2 separate regions of the Danio rerio genome follow, and region 2 is linked to region 1. The links are chromatin contacts, called in public Hi-C maps. All regions are on one chromosome and are shown on one strand. Each heading gives the region's core, a stretch centred on a gene start, on an enhancer-like site or on the middle of the called end of the contact. The rest is flanking DNA. Distances are from core to core; before and after follow the strand shown.

Region 1 (4,017 bases), core at 563-3,062:
GCCGGCAGACTCGACCCCACATGCGCTCTGATGTAGTGCTGAGCTGCAGCCAGTGAGAGAGCAGATCAGCATGAGCTGAACGGCCGTGTGTTCCGGAGTCAACAGAAACGTCTGTGATTGGCCAGAATGGGCATGGATGCATTCTGCACTAACACGGACACGAGAGTAGACTATAATAAGAGAGGAACTGGAACACCATACTGCTCATGCTGACCGCTCTCATGTCAGAAAACTGTGTGCATCTCTCCACTTGACTCTTGCAGAGGAGCGACTGACCTGCATCAGCTGACTAACTGTCAGTGATGTCATCAGCACACCAGCAGCCAATAGTGTTCCGCTTTTTCCGCCGGCTCCTCCCTCAACATGTGATTGGCTGTGATTGGTAGCTGGACTGAGCTGCTGTTGTCCGATCATGTAGTGTGTGACGCCCTCTTGTGGATCATTTAAGCAGTGTGAACACCACAGAGATTTTAGACACAAACTCAAGTCATGTAGTGTGTGTTTAATGTTGTTTGATGATGATGATGATGAGGTGTGTGTGTGTGTGTTTAGGTCATTCGTACGCTGGACCCAAAGCAGAATCAGGGCTCCGCTCCAGAGGTTCAGGCTCTGAAGAACCAGCTGCAGGAGCGCGAGAGGATGCTGCACTCACTCGAGGTCACACACACACACACACACACACACACACCATCATCAACATATGACATCACACACACCATCATCAACATATGACATCACACACACACACACACACACCATCATCAACATATGACATCACACACACCATCATCAACATATGACATCACACACACACACACACCATCATCAACATATGACATCACACACACACACACACACCATCATCCACATATGACATCACACACACACACACACACACACACACCATCATCAACATATGACATCACACACACCATCATCAACATATGACATCACACACACACCATCATCAATATATGACATCACACACACACACACACTCTGCTCATGTCCTGTGCTGTGCTGTTGTGTGTGCAGAAGGAATACGACAAGACGAAGTCTCAGCGGGACCAGGAGGAGAAGCTCATCGTGTCTGCCTGGTACAACATGGTGCGTATCAACACTGATCACATGATCACATGACTCACACACACTCACACACGCACACACACACACGCACACACACACACACACACACTCACACACGCACACACACACACACACACACACACACTCATAATCATCAGAGCACAGGTGTCAGACTCAGGGCCGCATCAGATGTGATGTCCTTCTGATTCCTGTGCACTAGACACAGCAGAGATGCACTTTACAGCTAATACAAAGGGACACACACACACACACACACACACACACATCTCGCTTCTCACTGTAGCCTATTAATACTGCTAAGAGGCTTAATCTGTGTTCATAATAGACCTGTAGAGTCACTGTGAGCGCACTGCAGTATTCTGCGCTCCTGATTGGCTGTGATCACACACACACACACACACACACACACACACTGCTGCTGTTGGTGTTGTTATGATGCGGTGAGAGTTATTATAATCATTAGTGTGTTGATGTTCATGAGCTGTGCTGGATGAGCTGAAGCACACACACACACACTCACACACACTCACACTCACGAGGGATCAGTGAATCTCCATCTGATCATACAGCAGAGATTGGGTTCATGATTCCAGTCTCAAACTGTGATCAGACACACTCAGAGCCGCCACACCACACACAGTTGAACAGAATATACACTAATAGAAGACACACAGTGGTGTGTGTGTGTGTGTGTGTGTGTGTCTGTAGGGGGTGCTGTTGCGCTGCAGTGCTCCTCAGTCCAGTTAAAGGCGCAGTGGCATGCGCAGCTCCTCTCCCTCAGGGGTTTCCTCACCTCTCTGAGCGCTGGAGAAGCAGACCATTACACCCACAGCAGAACTCAGTCAGGTGTGTGTTCCAGCGTCCAGCTGATGATCTCCTGTTGTGTTCAGAGGAAGACAGAGAGGCTCCTTGAGGAGTGTAGAGCGCTCGTATTAGGGGACACTGTCTCTTTAAGAGCAGAACACACCAGGGTCATAAACATGAAGATCACAGAGACCGACTGACCTGTGTGTGTGTGTGTGCGTGTGCAGGGTATGGCTCTCCAGAAGAAGGCAGCAGAGGACCGTCTGGCCAGCACAGGCTCCGGTCAGTCTTTCCTGGCGCGTCAGAGGCAGGCCACCAGCTCCAGACGGACGTATCAGCAGACCGCCGCCAGGTAGAGCAGCACCTGCTGGACCGGCCAATCACCACGCTGACTCCGCCCACTCTTCCTGTTACAGTCTTACCGAGAGTATCAGCGCTGCTTTCGCCACATCCGCATTGGTCTTCAATAACACACACACACACACACACACACACACACACACACACATACACACTCTCTGAGCAGTATGTAGAGCTCCTGTCAGATATCTATGCAGTGAGGGAGGCGAGTCGTGCGTGCGTGTGTGTGTGTGTGTGTGTGTATTAGATGCTTCCTGTCCTTTCCCACCAATGATTGTGTGTTTATGTTGTTGATTCATTCCTGATGCCTTAATTCAGACTCACACACACACACACACACACACCAATGATCAAAACACACTTCACACTTCACACACCTCAAAACTGACTGAACACATGCAGACTTCTTTATTCATGAATAATTAAGTAATTAATGAGCTCATTTGATGAGTAAAGATATGTAAATTGGCAGGCGGGGCCAGCAGGACTCCACCCCCTTCAGTATTCTGACTTAAACACTCACTATTGTTCATCTTTAATGAAACTCTAGTCTTAAAGGGGCTTACTCTCCTCACACAGCTGCTTTACTCCTGATGAACACATGAAGATGTTCTGATGATGCTGGAAACACACACACACACACACACACACACACAGTATTACTATATCTGCTTTATCCAGCATCACTCAGATCATCTCCATGTGTTCATGTGTGTGTGTTCATGTGTGTGTGTGTGTGTGCTGTTACTTTAACTTAGTCAGTCGTTTTGCTTAATATAAATTGCATTGTAATGTGTGTGTGTGTGTGTGTGTGTGTGTGAGTGTGTGTGTGTGTGTGTTTAGACAGTATGGCTGCAGTGCTCTTCCCTCAGCAGACACTCTTGACTGACAGCTGTCAATCTCTCTCTTTCACAGCGACGTCAAAGCATGATCTGCAGGGGGCGGGGCTGCATGACAAGGGGCGGGGCTTGTGACGTTGGGGGCGGGGCTGCATGCTGCTGAGTTTAACCCATCGCTGCTCACTAACTAACCCATCAGCGTGTGTCTGCAGTCCCAGAATGCTGTCAGAAGTGGGCGGAGCCTGTGCATGTCAATCACGGCTGACAGAAGAGCGTATCCACGGTGACTGTTACACTTTATATAGAGATGAATGAGTGAGGGCTGGTTGTAGCTGCTCCAGTGTTTCCTGTAGGTCATGAGCCGAGGCGCTGCTGGACGAGTCGGAGCGGATCTGTTACCCATAGTGTTTCTTTGGCTATTTATTTGATGCTGTTTGCTGATTGTGTTACAGCGAGATGTAAACCTGCTGCTTGTGTTAATGTTAATACCATATAAAAGGTGCGATCGGCGCCCCCTGGTGGTGTTTTTTTGGGGGGGTTTCTCCTGTCTGGACTGAGTTCTGGAGTGTACCGTCTCTCTCAGCCGTCCATGAGCAGAGAAACACACTCTCACACACACACACACACACACACACACACACACACACACACTTGTTCCACTTGCCAAGTTTTATATCGCTTGTCTACACTGTGTACATGCTGTACGGCGAGCAGCTCGTCACGCGTCGTCATGCGTCTCCATGGAAACGCTGCTGAGCAAACCGAGCTTCCGACATGGCGTAACTGTACAGTTGTTATTCAAGATGTAAATAAAGCTTGTATAAAACATCCATCTTTCAAACACGCCGCTGGTCTTGGTTTGCTGGGTGCTGTTTGTGTGTGTGTGTGTGTGTGTGTGTGTGTGCGT
Region 2 (4,017 bases), core at 549-3,048, 65 kb after region 1:
GTCTCAGAAGAAGAAGAAGGTGACGGAAGAAATAATAAGTTTATGTGGTATAACAGTGTTTTGGCTTTCTCAAGCCACCATAAATATATTATTTATATTGTATTTAATTATATATATTATTGTTATTATTATCATTAGTATTATTATTTTACTACTATCTATTGTGTGTACTGTGTTTTTTTTTTATATATGTATGTTCTTTTTTATTTAATTATTATTATTATTATTATTTTATTTAATAATTATAATTTTTTTATTTAATTATTATTATTATGATTTTATTTTTTAAAATTATTATTATTATTTTAATTAATTAATTTATTATTTTTTATTTAATTATTATTATTATTATTATTATTAATTATTATTATTTTAAATTTTTTAATTATTATAATTTTTTTAATTCAATTATTATTATTATTATTATTATTATTTTATTTAATTATTATTAATATTATTATTATTATTATTTTATTTAATTATTATTCATTTTATATATTTAAACTCTATAACTACTTCGGCAATACATGTGTAACATTTATAAGAAAGAGACCGTATAAAGCACTACACCTACTATAGTACGGGCTGCAGGAACACTGTAGTATTGAGTGTAAATGACTGTAGTGTTATGAGCAGATGTGGTGTGGACGTTTATTCAGAGGTGGATAATGTCCTCAGCTGACGGTTAATGCCTAATTAGTCCAGCAGAAGGTGAATCCGCATCCAGCAGAAGAGTCTGACACTGAAGACGCGTCTGAACAGATGCCTGCTCAAGACAGAGACTGAACCTGCTGGAGACGGGCCGGAGCGCTCAGTACAGCACTACTCTACTGCTCTATGAGTGACCGATACAGCTCTGAACACACGCTTATCTGCCAGACTACACACACACAGCTGAAGACTACAGTCGTCAGTATTCGTCAGACAGTCCCCCGCTGCACAGTGAGGATATGTTTCCTGTATTTGGTGTTCTCGTTCTGGAGAAAGTCTTATTTTCTGTCTTTATTTCTGTCTTTATTGTGGCTGGAGTAAAAGAAATGGAGAAACGGCTGTGCTCAATATTATGAAGCCCCTCAGAAACAAACCACTGTTGCTCAATCCCTCGCCTGATCACGCCAGTGAAGCCTGTAAATGCTGCTTTAAGCTGAACACTGCTGTGTTGTAAAATCACCTGTGAATATGATCAGCTGTCATCATGCACTGTGGAAATATCCGAGCTGTGGTCAAACATCAACCACTGTGCTTAATTTAGTGTATTTTCAAGAAATGAGTTACTATACAAAACATTGTTTAACATATGCTAAAACAGCCCCGGAGAAAATATTACAAATAAATAACCTGTCCCATCATCATCATCATCATCTACATCTGCACATCAGAGAGCTGCCCACACCACTGAGGCTGGATTTGACATGTCAGAACACACTCCTATAAGCGCTGCGTTATTGTGTGTCAAAAATGGACAAACCAAAAATTATTATTTTCAATTAAATTTAAAATATATTTTAACCCAACAGTTGGGTTACACGTTTGACCCAACGCTGGATTACAAGAACCAAACTTTTGTTTTAGAGAGCACGCAACTTAGCAGTTCTGCATGTTTATTTCTCTCTGTGTGTGTGTGTGTGTGTGTGTGTGTGTGTGTGTGTGTGTGTTGTTGGGAGTAGAGCTCTTACTGGAGTGTTGGTCCGGCAGCCGCTCGGCTCTCCGGGGTTGAACTGGTTTGCTCTCACCATGAGTATCCAGCAGATCTGCAGAAAAGCGCTCCAGCTGACCATCATCATCGTCATCATCGTCATCGTCATTCACTAATCGTCCGCATAATGTAGAGTAGAGCACGGTGCAGTAGAGTAAATCCCGCCCGCCGCTTCAGCCATCCGGGCCCGCGGGGATGCAGGAGCTGCGGAGCGGCTGCAGGAGGAGCGGGGCTCCGGGCTCCATCAGCGGACACCACTGACCCGAGGACCACTCAAACACACACACTCATGCCGGAGACTCGCGCACACTCACACGGACACACGCTCTCGGAACACACGCTGGAGTTTAGTTTGGTTTTCTCCTCAGATCTCCCGCTGGAGTTCAGAAAGTCTCCGCGGCTCCGGCTCTCAGCTCAACAGGTCCTGCGCGTGAGTGAGTGAGTGAGTGTGTGTGTGTGTGTGTGTGCTCCACCTCCCCCACTCTTGTCAATAATGTGATTTGCGCATCTCGGACCCCCGGCGAGCTTTAAACAAACGCGCTTCACTGATCTGCGTCATCAGCCGCGTCTGCTCTTTAATACCGACATTATTATTATCATCACCATCATCATCATCATCATCATCATCATTATTATTATTATTATTAATATAATTATTATCATTGTTATTATTATTATTATTATTTTATTATTATCATTATTATTATTATTATTAATATAATTATTATCATTGTTATTATTATTATTATTATTTTATTATTATCATTATTATTAATATTATTATTATTTTATTATCATTATTATTATCATTATCATTGTTATTATATTATTATTATTGTTTTATTATTATTATTATTATTAATAATAATAATAAAATTATTATCATCATTATTATTATTATCATTATTATCAATATCATTATTATTATTATTATCATCATTGTTATTATTATTATTTTATTATTATTATTATTATTATTATCATTATTATTATCATTGTTATTATTATTATTATTATTATTATCATTGTTATTATTATTATTATCATTGTTATTATTATTATTTTATTATTATTATCATTGTTATTATTATTATTTTATTATTATTATTATCATTGTTATTATTATCATTGTTATCATTATCATTATTATTATTAACATTATTATCAATATCATTATTATAATAATTATTATTATCATCATTGTTATTATTATTTTATTATTATCATTATTATTATTATCATTATTATTATTATTATTATTATTATCAGTGTTATTATTATTACTATTATTATTATTATCATTGTTATTATTATTGTTATTATTATCATTGTTATTATTATCATTGTTATTATTATTATTATTTTATTATTATTATCATTATTATTATCATTGTTATTATTATCATTGTTTTTATTAATATTATTATTTTTATTATTATTATCATCATTATTAGTATCATCATTATTATTATTATTATCATTGTTATTATTATCATTGTTAGTATTATTATTATCATTGTTGTTATTATTATTATTATTATTATTATTATTATTATCATTGTTATTATTATCATTGTTATTATTATTATTATCATTGTTATTATTATTATTATTATTATTATTATTATTATTATCATTGTTATTATTATTATTATTATTATTATCATTGTTATTATTATTATTTTATTATTATTATCATTGTTATTATTATTATTTTATTATTATTATTATCATTGTTATCATTATCATTATTATTATTAACATTATTATCAATATCATTATTATAATAATTATTATTATCATCATTGTTATTATTATTATTTTATTATTATTATTATTATTATTGTTATTATCATTGTTATTATTATTATTATTACTATTATTATTATTATCATTGTTATTATTATTATAATTGTTATTATTATCATTGTTATTATTATCATTGTTATTATTATCATTGTTATTATTATTATTATTATTTTATTATTATTATCATTGTTATTATTATCATTGTTTTTATTCATATTATTATTTTTATTATTATTATCATCATTATTATTATCATCATTATTATTATTATTATTATCATTGTTATTATTATCATTATCATTGTTGTTATTATTATTATTATTATCATTGTTATTATTATTATTATTATCATTGTTATTATTATCATTGTTATTATTATTATTATTTTATTATTATTATCATTGTTATTATTATTATTATTATTATCATTGTTATCATTATCATTATTATTATTAACATTATTATCAATATCATTATTATAATAATTATTATTATTATCATCATTGTTATTA

The links. Hi-C and Micro-C count contacts between places; a contact is called where the count stands out from the background.
Region 2: a contact with region 1 is called in a Hi-C map of fibroblasts, with 6 times the contacts expected there. The contact joins the promoter of trabd2a here to the enhancer-like site in region 1. A contact is called at or near these places in 6 of 18 Hi-C or Micro-C datasets (caudal fin, embryo, fibroblasts and 2 more) and 1 of 4 datasets of contacts at active chromatin or transcription factors (embryo).

Annotation. Positions count from the first base shown.
Region 1 is chr5:717,664-721,680 of GRCz12tu, forward strand. hook3 (hook microtubule-tethering protein 3) reads left to right here. Exons shown (of 23, transcript XR_012406619.1): 20 at 553-657; 21 at 1,036-1,107; 22 at 2,139-2,547; 23 at 3,094-3,940. Among named protein-coding and RNA genes, the nearest start is that of hook3, 45 kb to the left of the region's middle. Within about 2 kb of position 1,813, at least 6 of the 62 cell types and tissues checked have an H3K27ac peak or open chromatin away from gene starts, as enhancers often do.
Region 2 is chr5:782,189-786,205 of GRCz12tu, forward strand. trabd2a (TraB domain containing 2A) reads right to left here and starts at 1,799. Exons shown (of 7, transcript NM_001302230.1): 1 at 1,677-1,799. The coding sequence starts at 1,799. It also overlaps a transcript of dcc not described here.